2 separate regions of the Sus scrofa genome follow, and region 2 is linked to region 1. The links are chromatin contacts, called in public promoter capture Hi-C maps. All regions are on one chromosome and are shown on one strand. The core of a region is the stretch at or near the end of the contact, and the rest is flanking DNA. Distances in the headings are between cores, read along the strand shown. Region 1 holds the start of TOMM40 (translocase of outer mitochondrial membrane 40). Region 2 holds the start of CLPTM1 (cleft lip and palate transmembrane protein 1).

Evidence for each region. Promoter capture Hi-C pulls out the DNA fragments that hold promoters and counts their contacts.
Region 2: a contact with region 1 is called in a promoter capture Hi-C map of liver, with 7 times the contacts expected there. The contact joins the promoter of CLPTM1 here to the promoter of TOMM40 in region 1. A contact is called at or near these places in 4 of 5 promoter capture datasets (fetal liver, liver and skeletal muscle), 23 of 47 Hi-C or Micro-C datasets (alveolar macrophages, brain, embryonic fibroblasts and 12 more) and 2 of 2 datasets of contacts at active chromatin or transcription factors (alveolar macrophages and skeletal muscle).

The regions. Positions count from the first base shown.
Region 1 is chr6:51,358,304-51,365,790 of Sscrofa11.1, reverse strand. TOMM40 (translocase of outer mitochondrial membrane 40) reads right to left here and starts at 5,635. Exons shown (of 9, transcript NM_001315748.1): 1 at 5,355-5,635; 2 at 4,511-4,578; 3 at 3,980-4,072; 4 at 3,009-3,110; 5 at 1,586-1,691. The coding sequence starts at 5,628. It also overlaps a transcript of NECTIN2 not described here.
Region 2 is chr6:51,408,035-51,414,982 of Sscrofa11.1, reverse strand. It overlaps CLPTM1 (cleft lip and palate transmembrane protein 1), which reads right to left and starts at 3,209. Exons shown (of 18, transcript XM_003127223.6): 1 at 3,123-3,209. The coding sequence starts at 3,194.

The DNA.
Region 1 (7,487 bases), core at 4,386-6,885:
GTTTTGGCACCAATCCCAGCTGCAGTCCTCCTGGAGGGGCCGGTGAAGGCTCCCACCTCAGGGCCTTGGCACCTGCTGGTCCTTCCGGCTGAAGGTCTGCGGGGCCCCTTCCCTGACACCCTCCAGTCTGCCTTTAAACACCGCCTATGTAATGAAGCCTTCCCGTTGGGATGGGGGTCTGCAGAGACCCCACCCACCCAGCCACCCCTCCTGAGGCTGCCGTCTTTCTCCCCAGCACCATCGCCCCTGGCCCTTGTGGGCCGCTTTCTGTGGCTCACTAGAACAGAGGCTCCCAGAGGACAGACGTGATTGTCCCCGCTGACAACCGTGTCCTCTGGAGAGAGAACACAGCTGGTACGTGAGTGAGGAAGCCTCGCCCCGCGCATGCGGAGACATCAAAGACGGACACCCATGGACGGGACGTGAAAAGGGGAAGCAGGGTGGAGAGGGTGGGAGGCCCTGGCCCAGGCAACCCAGACGGGAAACTGCCTCCTCAGCCCCGTGCCACCTCCCCGCCTCCCTTCAACTGCATGGGCCCCGCCTGCCGAGCGGGCTGTCCTGTGCCCTGGACCAACCCCAGGGCCCCGCAAGTAATAGCGGGAGCAGCTCCGCTCCTGGGGACCCATTGGGTGCCTGATCCCGTGGGAAGCACGTGAACTCCCATGACCTACTCAACGACCCTGTGAGGCAACCTGACTTCACAGATGAGGAAAGCAAGGCCCTCGGAGGCGATGGACGTGCCCACGGTGGCGCCAGGTCAGGGGCAGAGCTGGGGCCTGAACCTGCTTTCTCATCCACAACGCGACTGAAATAGGGCGGGAAGGGGGCAGGGCACAACCTTCAAAAGAATGACAAGGCCCTTGAGGACACACAACCACACTGGAACCAATTGTGGCCTAGATGGTGGAAGACTCCAGGGACCTTGGGCCCTCCTTCCATCCTGACCTACATTAATGCTCAAATGACATGCCCAAGGGTCCCAGGACAGGTCCAAAGCCAACCAGCAAAGGGACCAAGTGGGCGCAACCCAATTTCTGGACATCCCCGCCCCTCCCCCCAGTGGCTGGACTAATGCTGGCGCTCGTTAGCCTGTGAAATGACCCAGCCCCGGAAAACCCAGCACCCCACTTCTGTGGGTCTGAGAGGCCCCCGCCCTGTCAGAGGGGTGTTGCTGTCAGGGCGGCTCTCTGGCCCTTTGCGATGGACCGCATTCTGTTGGCGGAATGCGGATCTTCCAGGGCCTTCTCTGTGTATCTCTCTCCATGAATCTATTTCTCAGCCATCACTTGGCGTCTTGCTGAATTCCTCTGTGTAGAGACAGAGAGAACCTGAACCTCGCAGTAGGTCCTGAGACCACACACGCCATTCTAATGAAACAAACAAACAACACAGTGGTTCTGAGCCCCAGCCTGGGTTTTGGCTGGATTCCAGCCAAATCTGAGTTGTGCAGTTTGATGTTCTGAAGTCACACCTGTCTCAGGCCATTTCTTGGACGGCAGGAAGGGGCGGGGGAGTACGAGAAATGGATTTGTTGGTGAAGCTGGGACTGGGATTCGAGCCATCCTCCAGGCCCTGTGCCTCTTACCTGAACCCACCAGGACATCTGGGTTCCCCAGGGTAACGGCTGCCGTGAAGTCGGAGCCCCGGTACTCCCCATCCACCTGCCAGTTCACAAACTTCGACTGCTGGGTCTGGGAGGGAGGGGGAGGGGCAGGCGTGAGGGTACAACCTAGCAGGACCCCATGGGGCCCTCCCAGGTCCAAAAAGCCTTTCCCCCTTTTCTTTTTAGGGGCCCACCCGCGGCACATGGAAGTTCCCAAGCTAGGGGTCGAACTGGAGCTATAGCTGCCGGCCTACACCACAGCCACAGTAACACGGGATCAGGGCCACGTCTGTGACCTTATACCACAGCTTGTGGCAATGCCAGATCCTTAACCCACTGAGCGGGGCCAGGGATAGAACCTGCACCCTTGTGGATGCTAATCAGGTTCTTAACCTGCTGAGCCACAACGGGAACTCCACCTTTTTTTCTTGTATGTAGGAAAAAGGTTTCAGCCTCCTAGACCTCCAAATTCTACTAAATGGAAAAGCGAGGCAAAGCGAAAACAAAGGGAAGGCAGTCAATCAGCTGCCACGATAAGGCGGAGTCTCAGAACCTCCTCAGGTGCACGCCAACCATACGCGCCTTTGAGCTCCTCCATAGGGACGAGGGCCCCCACCCCTGGGAGGTGGGTACCTTCAGGCTGAGCACAGATTCCGGGTGTACCACTCTATTCCAGTCCACCGACCAACCCGAAGAAAGGCGCATGCCCTGTAGCCCTCCCCTCAGGTCTGCCTTGAAAAACTCCTTCCTGAAAACTATTAGGGAGTTTGGAGTTCCTGCTATGGTGCAACGGAATCGCCAGCATCTCTGCAGCACCAGGCCACAGGTTCGATCCCTGGCCCAGTGAAGTGGGTTAAGGATCCAGTGCTGCCACAGCTGCAGCACAGGTTGCAACTGCAGCTTGGATCGGATCCCTGGCCTGGGAACTCCATATGCCTCGGAGCGGCCAAAAAAGAAGAAAATAACAACAAAAACAAACAAACAAAAGTTCCCCTTCTGGCTCAGCAGTAACGAACCCAACAAGTATACATGATTGGCGCGGGTTTGATCCCTGGCCTTGCTCAGCAAGTTAAGGATCTGGTGTTGCTGTGAACTGTGGTGTAGGCGGCTGCAGCGATTTGACCTCTAGCCTGGGAACTTTCATATGCCGTGAGTGCAGCTCTAAGAGAAGAAAACCAAAAACCAAAAAAAAACCCAACCAACCAACCAAACAACCGAAAAACTACTGGGAAGCTGGGGACTTCAGCGCATAGGCCACGCCTGCTCCCTGCTTGGTCCTCACAACAAACCTCTTTCTGTTCTAAACCCAATGTTTCAGTATGTGGGGCTTCTCTGTGCATGGCGCGCAAGGACAAGAGCAGCCTGGGGCTCAGAGGGGTACGGGGAGCCACCGACTCCCCCTCACCTGGATGGCCATCTTGGACCTGAGGCCGGGGCCCAGCTGGTGAATGACCTGAGCATTGAGGCTGCCGCTATTGTCCATGTCACCCACCAGCACGGGGAACGCCTGTGGGGCAGAGGACAGGGTTAGAGGTCAGAGATCTAGCATTAGGGAAGAACACCCATGATGGGCCTCGGTGAGAAGCCGAGGATTAGGAAGCCTCAGATTGGGTCTTCTCCTCCAAGAAGCCCTCCAAGGCCACCTAGGCTGACCCAGGCTCTCCTCTGAGCTCACACTGCTTTTGGGTTCTCCCATCTCAGTCTTGCCCACCCTGGACTACTGCTGTCTGGGGACAGGCCTGTTCCCTTTCTCCACTGGGCTGTGAGCCCCATGTCTGTTTGAATCACTGCTATGTCCCCAGCACAGGGCTGGGCACAGAATGGGGGTGCAAGGAAGGTTGGTTGAGTAAATTACCTGGAAATGGTTAACATAAGCAAAGACTAATTTAGTCCCTTAAGCCCACCCGTGTCCTGGCCCAACCTCCTTCCAGGCCCCCAGTTTTTTCCACTCCCTTAATAGCCTCCAGACAACTTGAGAAATGCCAGTTCCAAAGCATTCATCTGGCCTCCTCTTGGCCTGTCTTTCCCTCGTTCAAATCTTTCAGTGGCTCTCCACTGCCCCCTAGTGCCCCCGAGGTGAAATGCCTAGCTTGGCCTTCGAAGCCCAGCAAGGATCCACACAGCCCAGCCCTGCCCACTCTGGGTCATCACTGGTGACCTTGGCGTCCTCAGCTTCTCTCGGCACAGGGCTAGGCTGAGAAGTGGAGGGCAGGATGAAGAAATGACCCAGGCTCCAGGGCACCTTGGAGAGACAGACAGCACGTCCCAACACCCTTGGCAGCTCTGACCTCCTACTGACAAAGCCTTCTTTACCTGTTTGGCTGCATTATGTGTTACAAGAAAGATACAATGAATGAATGGCAAAAGGAAGCTCACCTCTGTGGGACTCAGCTGCTTTGTCCCCACGTACGTGACCCCAAAGTGGTAGTTGGACTCCCCGATTGTGCTGAGGGCGACTGTATGGTTCACCTGGGAAAAGAGGGAGGGCTGTGGCGATGAGTCCGAGGACCACGCCCCTGCCCAAGGAATGCAGCTGAGCTCATGCCTAGGACAGCTCCCCTCCAGCCCAGGATCCGGGATCCTTGTCAATCTAGCTTTCCTATCAGGCTGGGCTGGGCTGAAGATGAAGACTGGGAGGTGTGCCCTGACTAGATTGGAAGCTTAGAGGAGGGATGTGCCAGGGCTGGGGCACACGCCTGGCACTTTATTCCTGCCTGGATGCTGGTTGGGGGTGAGGTGCATTATTTCTGGACTCTTGGTCCCCAGACTCTACACTGGTCGCCACGGAGTGGTTAGTCTGGCAACAAGGAGCCCACACCTTTAGGCTGCAATAAAAGGGCTGTGTGGGCAGATGCAGGGGGATGGGGGGGATGACCCCTGGAGGAAGAGGGGCCCAGGAAGGCTCACCTGGAAATGATTACTCAAACCTTTGTTGACTGTGAGCTTGACACCTTCCATCTGAATAGGAAACAGCTCTGAGAAAGAGAGAATGCTGGTTGTCACACTCCGAACACACACACACACACACACACACACACACACACACACACACACACACACACCTCTTCTCAGGTGCCTTCCTTCCCTAGAATCCTCACTCTCCATTCCCCAGGTACCCACAAGCAACACATTGCAAAGTACCCCAACCAATACAGAGGCAAAACAGCCTAGTGTTTTGATGTGCTCAGGATCAAGGCCTTTGCCTACATCCAAATCCCAGGGCCACCACTTACTGCCAGTGTGACAGGAGACACGTCAACTCATCTCAGTCTGTCAATTTTATCAACTGGAAGTTGAGGATATTCACCGCATAGAACTATTGCAAGGGTTTCATGAGTTAACACGTACTGAGTGCCAGTGCTCAGGATGTGGCCACCACTCTTCCATCATAACTATTCCACATCGGGATCCAAAAGCCTTGGCTTCTACCCCCACTGCCCCTTGCTGTCACGGTGACCTTGGGCCTCAGTTTCCCTCACGATCACATGAGGCTGGCTTGGCTGATTCCTGGGGTTCCTGAGGTCCCTAAAGCTTTTCTCTGCTGCCTTGGCATTCCATCCCAAGGTTCCACCATTTGATCCCATCGTTCTAAGCCCCGAGTTCAACGTTGCACCATTCGACTCCAACATCAGCTCCTAACGCTGTGTTCAATGATTCCAGTGGTCCGTGCCAATTCCCAAGGTCCTCAGTGTTCTCCCCCTCCCCCCGAGATCCGGGCCATCACACTCCCGCCGGGCCCCTAGCCCCTCACCCTTGCACTTCCGGTGGCACTCCTCGAACGTGCCCGGGTTGGGCAGGCAGCCACAGGCCCCATCATCCCCGGTCCCTCCAGCGTTAGCGGCCGCAGTCCCAGGGGTCCGTTCGGAACCTCGACCTGTACCAGCCCCAGCGCCCAGGCCGCCCCCGAGCGGCGGCAGCGTGAAGCCGGGAGGAGAGGGCGGAGGCGAAGGCAGTCCCACGAGGGGAGGCGCAGGTGGCGGCGGCGGCCCTGCAGGCGGCGAACTAGCGGCCAAGACGTTCCCCATGGTCGCCTGCAAAGGGAAGGGTCAGAGGGCAGAGGTCAAGGCCCACGGGCTCCAAGCCCTGTCCCCAGCCAACACCCCCTTGCTCGTAACCCCGGTTCTCACCCGCGGCAGCGCCTCCTCCCGGTCTGGGCTCCGCTCCCACCCCGTGCGCCACGCGCAACCGAACCCGCTGCCGCCGCCGCCGCCACCGTCGCCCCGCCCCCCCCAGTCCATTGGTTTAACGGGCCCTTGCGTCCGCCCACCGGCTTCAGGGTCTGGCCTTACTATTGGTGTCGTGGATGAGAGTTCCACCCACTTCCTTGGAACGTCCTTTTCTGTTGGTTCCCACTCGCAGACAGGTCAAAGCACACCTCCCCGTCCTTCCCACTGGCTTGGAGAGCCCACGCCGATTGGTTCGCGATGCCGCGGGTTCCGGTGCTCGCCCGCCATTGGCCTGTGCTGCTTGCTTTGCAACGCCCTTTTGACGTATCGCCTCCGCCCCTTTCCAGAAGTCACCCCCCCCACACTTTCGACTCCGCCCCGCGGCGAAGTTGCCATGTTTATTGGTCGGCCTTGGTCCTTGACGCATCCTGATTGGCTCCGGCAGGTACAAGGTCCTACCCTATTGACGTAATCTATCTGGTGTGTTCATTGGCTAAAGTGCCGGGGTCAAAGGACATGGATAAAGGTGGGTTGCGCGGCAGAGGCTGCTAGGCAGCAAGGTCAGGCCTCGCGTCCCACCAGGCTTCGCGGCAAAGGGGCGGCCCCCTAGTCCTGAGTCGCGGACCGAAAGCCGGAAGTGCTGGCCGTTCCCACAGTGCCACGGGAGAATTCTAACCCGTTACATGAACCCTGTCCTGTTTCTTGTTACCCACAATGCCCCTTACCTATTTAACAGGACAGTTGCCGTAGACCCACCCCTTTCGTTACCCATGATGTCTTCTGGGTCTCCTCCCACCCCTGGCCAAGTCGCTGCGGCTTCTATCTTTGGCCCATTCATTCAGGTCCCATTACCCAGCATGCCTTCCGTCCCATTCATTTCAGTTTGGTTGCCTGTACTACCTTTAGCCCCTTTATGCCCGTTCATTCCCTTCATTCTTCTAGCTCTTCCTTAATTGAGCATCTAGTTTTGGGTCCATTACACATCAGCTCCATTATTCATCCCTCTGTCCCTGGCTTATTCATTCGGATCTATTACCCATCGTGCCCTGAGCTCCTATTAAAACAATACTGGAGTTCCCGTCGTGGCGCAGTGGTTAACGAATCCGACTAGGAACCATGAGGTTGTAGGTTCGATCCCTGGTCTTTCTCAGTGGGTTAAGGATCCCGCGTTGTGGTGAGCTGTGGTGTAGGCTTGGATCCCGCGTTGCTGTGGCCGTGGTCTAGGTCGGCGGCTACAGCTCTGATTCGACCCCTAGCCTGGGAACCTCCATATGCCGCAGGAGCGGCTCAAGAAAAGGCAAAAAGACGAAAATAAATAAATAAATAAATAAATAAATAAATGAAATAAAACATTAATACTTTTGCTTTTGGCCTGTTTTTATTGCCGTTTATTCATTACGCCCAAGCCCCTCGTACTTAATTACTGCTATTTCTCCTTTGTTCCCTTTATTTCTGTCTATTATTCATTAGATTACTGTTGAGGATTCCTTTTCCTTAACCACCATGCCTGGACTCCTTCCCCTCTCCTTCCATTACCCATCACTACGTTTTTGGCTTATGCATTCTTGCTCTTTAGGCCCTCCATTATCTTTGTCATATCTTTTGTCCTTTTTCTTTTTGTCTGTAACCTGTCTTGACTTCTGGTCTACTGATTCCCTCAAGTCCTCAGCCCCCTATTCATTTCCCATCCTGTTCCATCTCCATCCCCTTCACAGCCC
Region 2 (6,948 bases), core at 1,960-4,459, 52 kb before region 1:
AAGGCAAAGTTGTTTCCATGGCCGCCAGGGCCTGGCATGAGCTGGCCCCCTCCCCTCAGTCACCAGCTCCAGCCTCCTCACTGCTCCTGCATCACACCAGGCACCGCCCACCTCAGGGCCTTTGCACTGACTGTTCTCTTTACCTGAAAGCCCCCCCCCCCCCCCAAGCGTCTATGTGACTCCTCCTCCCTCATCTCCTTCAGGTCACCTCCCCAGAGGGCCCTCCTTGATCACCCTATTTAAACTGCGACCCTCCTGCCCATGGCTGGGAGTTCCTACACTCCTCCCGAGCTTTGGTTCTGTCCAAGGCACTTACCACCATCTGTCCCACCATATATCTTTCTTATTTACCTTGTTCACTGTCCCGTCCCCTACCCCACACCATCCCCCAACCTCCAGCCCTCAGCAAATACCTGAGCTCCCGGAGGGCAGGGCCTGTCTTGTTCATTTGTATCCCAGCATGGGCATGAGCCCAGCATGTAGTGGGGACTTCCTACGCATTAGGCGAAGGATGGTTATCAGAGCTGGGGGCCCTGTGTCTGAGCCCCTGGCTGGAGGAGCAGGCTGACTGGGGCAGGAGATTGCGGAGGGCCCGCCCGTGGGCAGGGGAGGGTGGTGGCGGTGGCTGAGGACACAGCAGTGACTAAGACATGGTTCCTGCTCTTCGACCCGCATGCCCGATTTCACACACAATTCTCAGCAACACCCACTACAGGGCCCAGGAAGCCGCTGAGACCATGAGGCTGGGCCAGGGGCCGGGAGGGAGTCAGGCATTCTCCTGGACTGCTGGACCCACCAGGGAATCCCGCCCCGGCCCAGCCTCTGCCTCTGAACCCACCCACTCCACAGATGACAAGTGCCTGCTCTGTGCCTGGTCCTGAGCTGGGCGGTGCCAGGGGCACAGTGGTGACCAAGACAGTTCCGGCTCTGCCCTCCAGGGGCTCCCGGCCCACTGGAAGAGACAAGACAGTGACAGGCCAGAGTGGGCAGGGCTGGGACAGGGGAGCCCTCTGAGAGGGTGACAGGCTTCCTAGGGAAGAGAACACCTGAGGCGTACACGACTAGTAAGGATCAGCCAGGTAAAGAGGGGAGAAGCCTGTGCAAAGGCTATGAGGCAGGACACAGCCAACAAGGCAACCTCCTGGAAATAAAAGAGCCTCACAGCAGCTGATGCTCCTTTGCCCAGTGTCTCAAGCTGGAACAATTTTTTGGCCCCCAGGGGACATTTAGCAATGTCTGGAGGCATGTTTTTCCATCTTTTTAGGGCCACATTTGTGACATATGGCAGTTCCCAGGCTAGGGTCTAACTAGAGCTGGAGCTGCCGGCCTTTGCCACAGCCACAGCAATGCCAGATCCGAGACGCGTCTGCGACCTACACCACAGCTCATGGCAATGCCAGGGATTGAACCTGAGTCCTCACGGAAACTAATCAGGTTCGTTACCGCTGAGCCACGAGAGGAACTCCCTGGAGGCATTTGTGATTGTCACTACTGGGGATGGATGTGTGTCCTACTGGCATCTAGTGGGTAGAGGCCAGGGGTGCTGGCTAACATCCTCCAATGGACAGGACTGCCCCCTACAACGAAGAATTATCCAACCCCAAATGTCAACAGTGCTGATGCTGAGAAATCCTAGTCTAAAGCAAAAAGGCAGATCATGCAAAGCCTTGATCTGCCAAAGAATTCATACTTAATCCTGAAAGCAAAGGCGTTAAGTCTTGAAAGACGATACGGAGAAATGGGACAGGAGGAGATCTGGGGGCCAAGGGGGTGTCTCTGTAAACTCAGGGCATCAGGGCACCCTGAGACCTAGTCTCTCTGACCACCTCCCACCCAGTAATCAACAGACACTCAAGAGGAAGAAAGACCTTCTTTTAGTGAGACTGGAAGGCCCCTGAAGTTAGGGGCTGAGTCTTCACTCTAGCCCTCACTCAACAAACACTTCCTAAGGGTGCCCCAAGGACCAGGCCCTGGATGAGGATGCTGAAAAGATCCAGACCAGGAATGGTGGCTCTGCCACACAATTCTCACCCCAGTGTCTTCCCCAGGTGACATTATTTGCCCCTCCTCTGGGCTCCTGCAGTCCCTGATAAAGACTTTGTGCCATCACCCTTGTCAGTCAGGACTATCATTCTTTGTTTACACGCTAGTCCCTTCCTCAGTAGAGTGAGAGAGAAAACACCAAAGGGCTGGCCCTCCTGTCCAACCCCTCCATGTACCCCTGGAGAACTGAAGGTCCAAAGGGGAAAAGGTACTTGCCCAAGGTCACATAGAGTCAGCTTCGTTCCCCCCACCCAACCTGCACTCCTCTCCCCCAGCTGCCTCCCACGTGTCAGTGACATCCTAGTGGGTGGGTCGGCAGCACCTGGCTGTCACTCCATTGATTCCCTAAATGGCTGAAGGATGGCTGCCTGAACTAGTATGTTCTGCAGCCTCAGTTTAGTTTAAGTGGCAATGGGTCAGAAGCCATCAGCACCAGGACTAAGTCCCCCATAGGGCTAATTTATGCTGCAAATACACCTAGCTCAGCCCCCACTACCCTGTTTCAGCAATGTCTGGTAAGTTCTAAAGGAAACGGCCCCCAAATCTAACCTGGGTGACCTTCTGCAAGCACCTTCCTTACTCTGCTCTTTAGACTCCTGTCTGTAAAATGGGTCTGTTCAGCGCGTGCCCTTAACCCATGACGGTCACCTAACTTCCCCAGACTTAGAAAACTCCCAAGTAATCAATCATTGCCCATACCTCGGGCACCGAGAAAAAGACCCCGTGAACGCCAGCCCACTGTGAGAACGGTCTTGGAGCCCAGGATCGCGGAGTCAGGAGAGAACCCAAGGCGCCTGGGTACAAGTCTGCGCCCCTCCGCGCCACTGTCTCTTTGGCTCGAGCAACGAGCCGGGTGGTAGCCCGGCGCGAGCGTGCAGGGGACCCGGCGCGCAACAGGGCCCCGGTCCCCGCACTGTCCGGCCTCCCGGATCGCCCGGCCCCGCCTGGGCCCTGTATTCAAGGTCCCTCTGGGCAAGGAGCCCCCAATGCACGGGATTCCGTGAATAGAGGCAGGACACGCCCCGTGGGAGGCCCCCCGAGTGGGGAAGAACCCCTCAGGCCCCTCTCGGCCTCCGTACCTGACCGGAGCCGCCTCCCCCGGCCGCCACTACGGCGCTGCCGGCCCCGTCCGCCTCCTGCGCCGCCGCCATCTTCCCGCTCCGGGTCCCCGCCCCCGCCGTCAGCCCCGCCCCATCCCCGACGGCGCCAGCGCGATCGCGCGAGATTTCACGCTTTGCCCGACCTGCCGGCCACCGTATCCGGCAAGAGCGCTTCAGCCACCCTCTCAGAAGCCGCTTCCGGTTACGGAAGGGCGAACCAGGCCACCGTAACACCCCCTCCTTCCCGTTGCAACCTGAGTATTTTCACCTGGTGGGCACTGCGTGCCCCGAGCGCCCCAGACTTCTTTGGCCAATATGTGTGCTTCCCACAGCTTCCATTCTTTCTGTCCTCTCCCCCCAACAACCCCGCCTCTTCCAGTTAATATCATCCTCGCCGATTCTTGAGCACTTTCCTTTCCAAGTTTCTTGGGCTTTCCCGGCCACCGTAACCCTTCAAGGTGCTCTGCTTGAATCACGCCCCTGCTGCGTTAAAGGAACTTTACTGGCCTCCTTACCGAAGACTCGGAGGGCAGAGGCTTTGGTCAGTGACCTCGCTTCCTTTTTTTTTTTTTTTTTTTTTTCTTTTAGGGCCGCATCCGGGCATATGGAGGTTCCCAGGCTAGGGGTCAAATCGGAGCTACAGCCGCCGGCCTACACCACAGCCACAGCAACACCAGATCCGAGCCGCGTCTGTGATCCACACCATAGCTCACGGCCACACCGGATCCCGGACCTACTAAGCGAGGCCAGCGATCGAACCGCAACCTCATGGATACTAGTCAGATTCGTTTCCGCTGAGCCACAACGGGAACTCCTGGCCTCTCTTCTCAACACTGCCTTTTCCTGTGTTAAGTCTCTCTAGGTTATAATCCTGTGCATTGAGTTACTATTTCAGCGTTCTCACGTCACCACACTTCCAAATTGGACCCTGTCAGCGCTTCCCTAAGTCTTCGGGAGGCCTGGCTTAATGCGCACGCGCGTTCCTTTGCGGTCTTTGCTTTCTAGCAAATCTCGCAGCTGTGGACTCGCAGTTTCCAGCGTTCTGAGAACTTCATGTCTTTTCTTTAGCTATTTTCCTACAGCCCCAGGCCCGAACACGTGTTGAGACCCTTGGCCCAAGGAGGAGTTATAGAGGCCCAGAGAGGACGGAAGACTCAGCGGTTTTTAAAACTTCACCAGTGAATTGGGTGGAAGTCGGACCTGGGTTCAAACTTTGGTTGTGCTACTGCCCGGCTAAATGATCCTTGACAAATAACCTATCTCTTTGGGCCTCATTTTCTTCCTCTTTTACAAACTGGGCATTATAATCATACCCCCTCTTCCTTCACCCCTTTGCTCCGTGGGGTTATTGGAAAGACTCAGATTAAGAATGTAAAGCACCTGGCCGCTTAGTAAATAATATCACACGCCGTTAACTACGTATTACCTGGAAAGGAGACCAGATTTAGCACTGAAATGTTCTAGTTATTTATTTTTCATTTTACTAGATAGATATAAATACATAAACTGTAGATACACCCTCCTCGACTTTCCTCAAGGTCTCAACTCAATAGTATTGTCCCTCCTCGAGGAGTGCCCTCACAGCCCCAGACTGGGTGTGGCCTCGCCTCCCAGTCCTCCCAGATCCCTGGACTGCCCGCTCCGCCCCTGCCCACTTTGCTTCATCCCTGACAGCGGCAGGTGTGTCTTGGAACTTCTCTTACAGATAACAATGGTAGTGGTAACAATTCTGTGAAGTTGTAGGGCCGGTCTTCAAGTCTAAAGGTGAAACAAGGAGTTCCCTGGTGGCCAAGTAAGTTAAGGATCCTGCACTGTCACTGCAGGGACTCAGGTCACTGCTGTGGTGCAGCTTTGATCCCTGGTCCGGGAACTTCTGCATGCTGCTGGTGTAGCTAAATAAATAAATTGAATAAAGGTGAGGTCCCGTCATGGTGCAGCAGAAATGAATCCGACTAGGAACCATGAGGTCTCGGGTTCGATCCTTGGCCTCTCTCAGCGGGTTTAGGATCTGGCGTTGCCGTGAGCTGTGGTGTAGGTTACAGACATGGCTTAGATCCGGCGTTGCTGTGGCTGTGGTGCAGGCCGGCAGCTGTAGCTCTGATGAGACCCCTAGCCTGGGAACCTCCCATATGCCATGGGTGTGGCCCTAGAAAAGACAAAAGACTAAATAAATAAATGTGAAATGAGCATACTGATTAAATCCCGCAGAAGGCAGGCAGATTTGAGATTTTGTGGGACTCTTTCTTAAAGGTACAGAATTATATGTACAAATTTATTTATTTTTTTCTTTTTAGGGCCACATCCATGGCATATGGAAATTCCCAGGCTAGAGATCTGTCTAATCGCAGCTGTAGCTGCCACCCTGCACCACAGCCACAGCAACTTGGGATCCGAGCTGCGTCTGCAACCTACATCACAGCAGCACTGGATCATTAACCCACTGAGCGAGGCCAGGGATCGAACCCACAACCTCATGGTTCCTCATCGGATTTGTTTCCACTACGCCATGATGGGAACTCCTATTCTCCCTTTTTTTTTTTTTTTTTTTTTTTTTTGGTCTTTTTGCCATTTCTAGGGCCGCTCCCTCGGCATATGGAGGTTCCCAGGCCAGGGGTCTAATCAGAGCTGTAGCTGCTGGCCTACACCAGAGCCACAGCAACTCGGGATCCAAGCTGCATCTGTAACCTACACCACAGCTTGCGGCAACGCCGGATCCTTAACCCACTGAGCAAGGCCAGGGACCGAACCCGCAACCTCATGGTTCCTCGTCGGATTCGTTAACCACTGCGCCACGACAAGAACTCCCTATTCTCCCATTTCTAACAGAGCATCACAGGCCAGACCCGCTCTGCACTCCACTAGGGGACGCCCAACACCCAGAAGCTGTGATTTCAGGTTCTAAAGGAATAGAGGGCTGGGGAACCGGAATTTCTGGGTCCTGAGGAGAATGGGTTGGGGGTCCTCAGTTCTGGGGGAGGAGGAGTCTGGGGGCCTGGACTCCTGGGGTCCTGAAGGGAGTGGGACTGGGGTGGAGGCTGAGAACGGAAGGAGGAGTCTGGGAAGGGCACCAGGATTGGTTGGAAGCAGAACAGTCCTGGGCAGTGGTTTGGTTTGGCTTGAGTCTGTGGGAAACAAGTGGACAGAGCAGGAATTGTTTCTCCAGGGTGTCCCCCCACCCCTTCCCGTCACCCCCTGAGCTTGGCAGCCTCAGCTCTTCCCAGGCCCTGGGGACTTGGGGGCATTTCCCACAACCCCTCCCTAAGACCTCTGTTTGCTGCTAGACTCACAGCTGCCCAGGCTCCGGACTGGGAAAAGTGCCCCAGGGGTGCCGAGAAGATTGGCCGGAAGTTCATGCCAAGTGGATGAGGAGAACGCAGGCCCCACATCCTCAGAAGGCAATAGCCCCACGCAGGGGATGTGGGGCCCAGGACCACCCTCTGCTCCCTCCAGATGCAAGAATCCAGACCTTCAGCCCCTCTATCCAGGGGCCCCAGCACTGTCCTCTCTCAGGCTGCAGAGAGTCCTCTGCTCGTGTTTGTACACCCTGTGCTTTTGGCCTGGACGTCCCCACTGCCCAGTCACCCTCTCCCATCCGCTCGGACCTGGGGACCAAGGGAATGCTCCCCTCCCCTGCCCTCCTTTCCATTGCCAACAGCCCTGACCACCCTCCGTGGTGATGCATCCTCGGTCTAGCCAGGTCCTCCCTGCCCCTGAACCTACGACCTACCCAAGGTGGCCACACCCGGGCCTTGAACGCCTCACTTCCTCACCTTTTCTTCGTTGTTGTCTGAAGGTATCTTCTCAT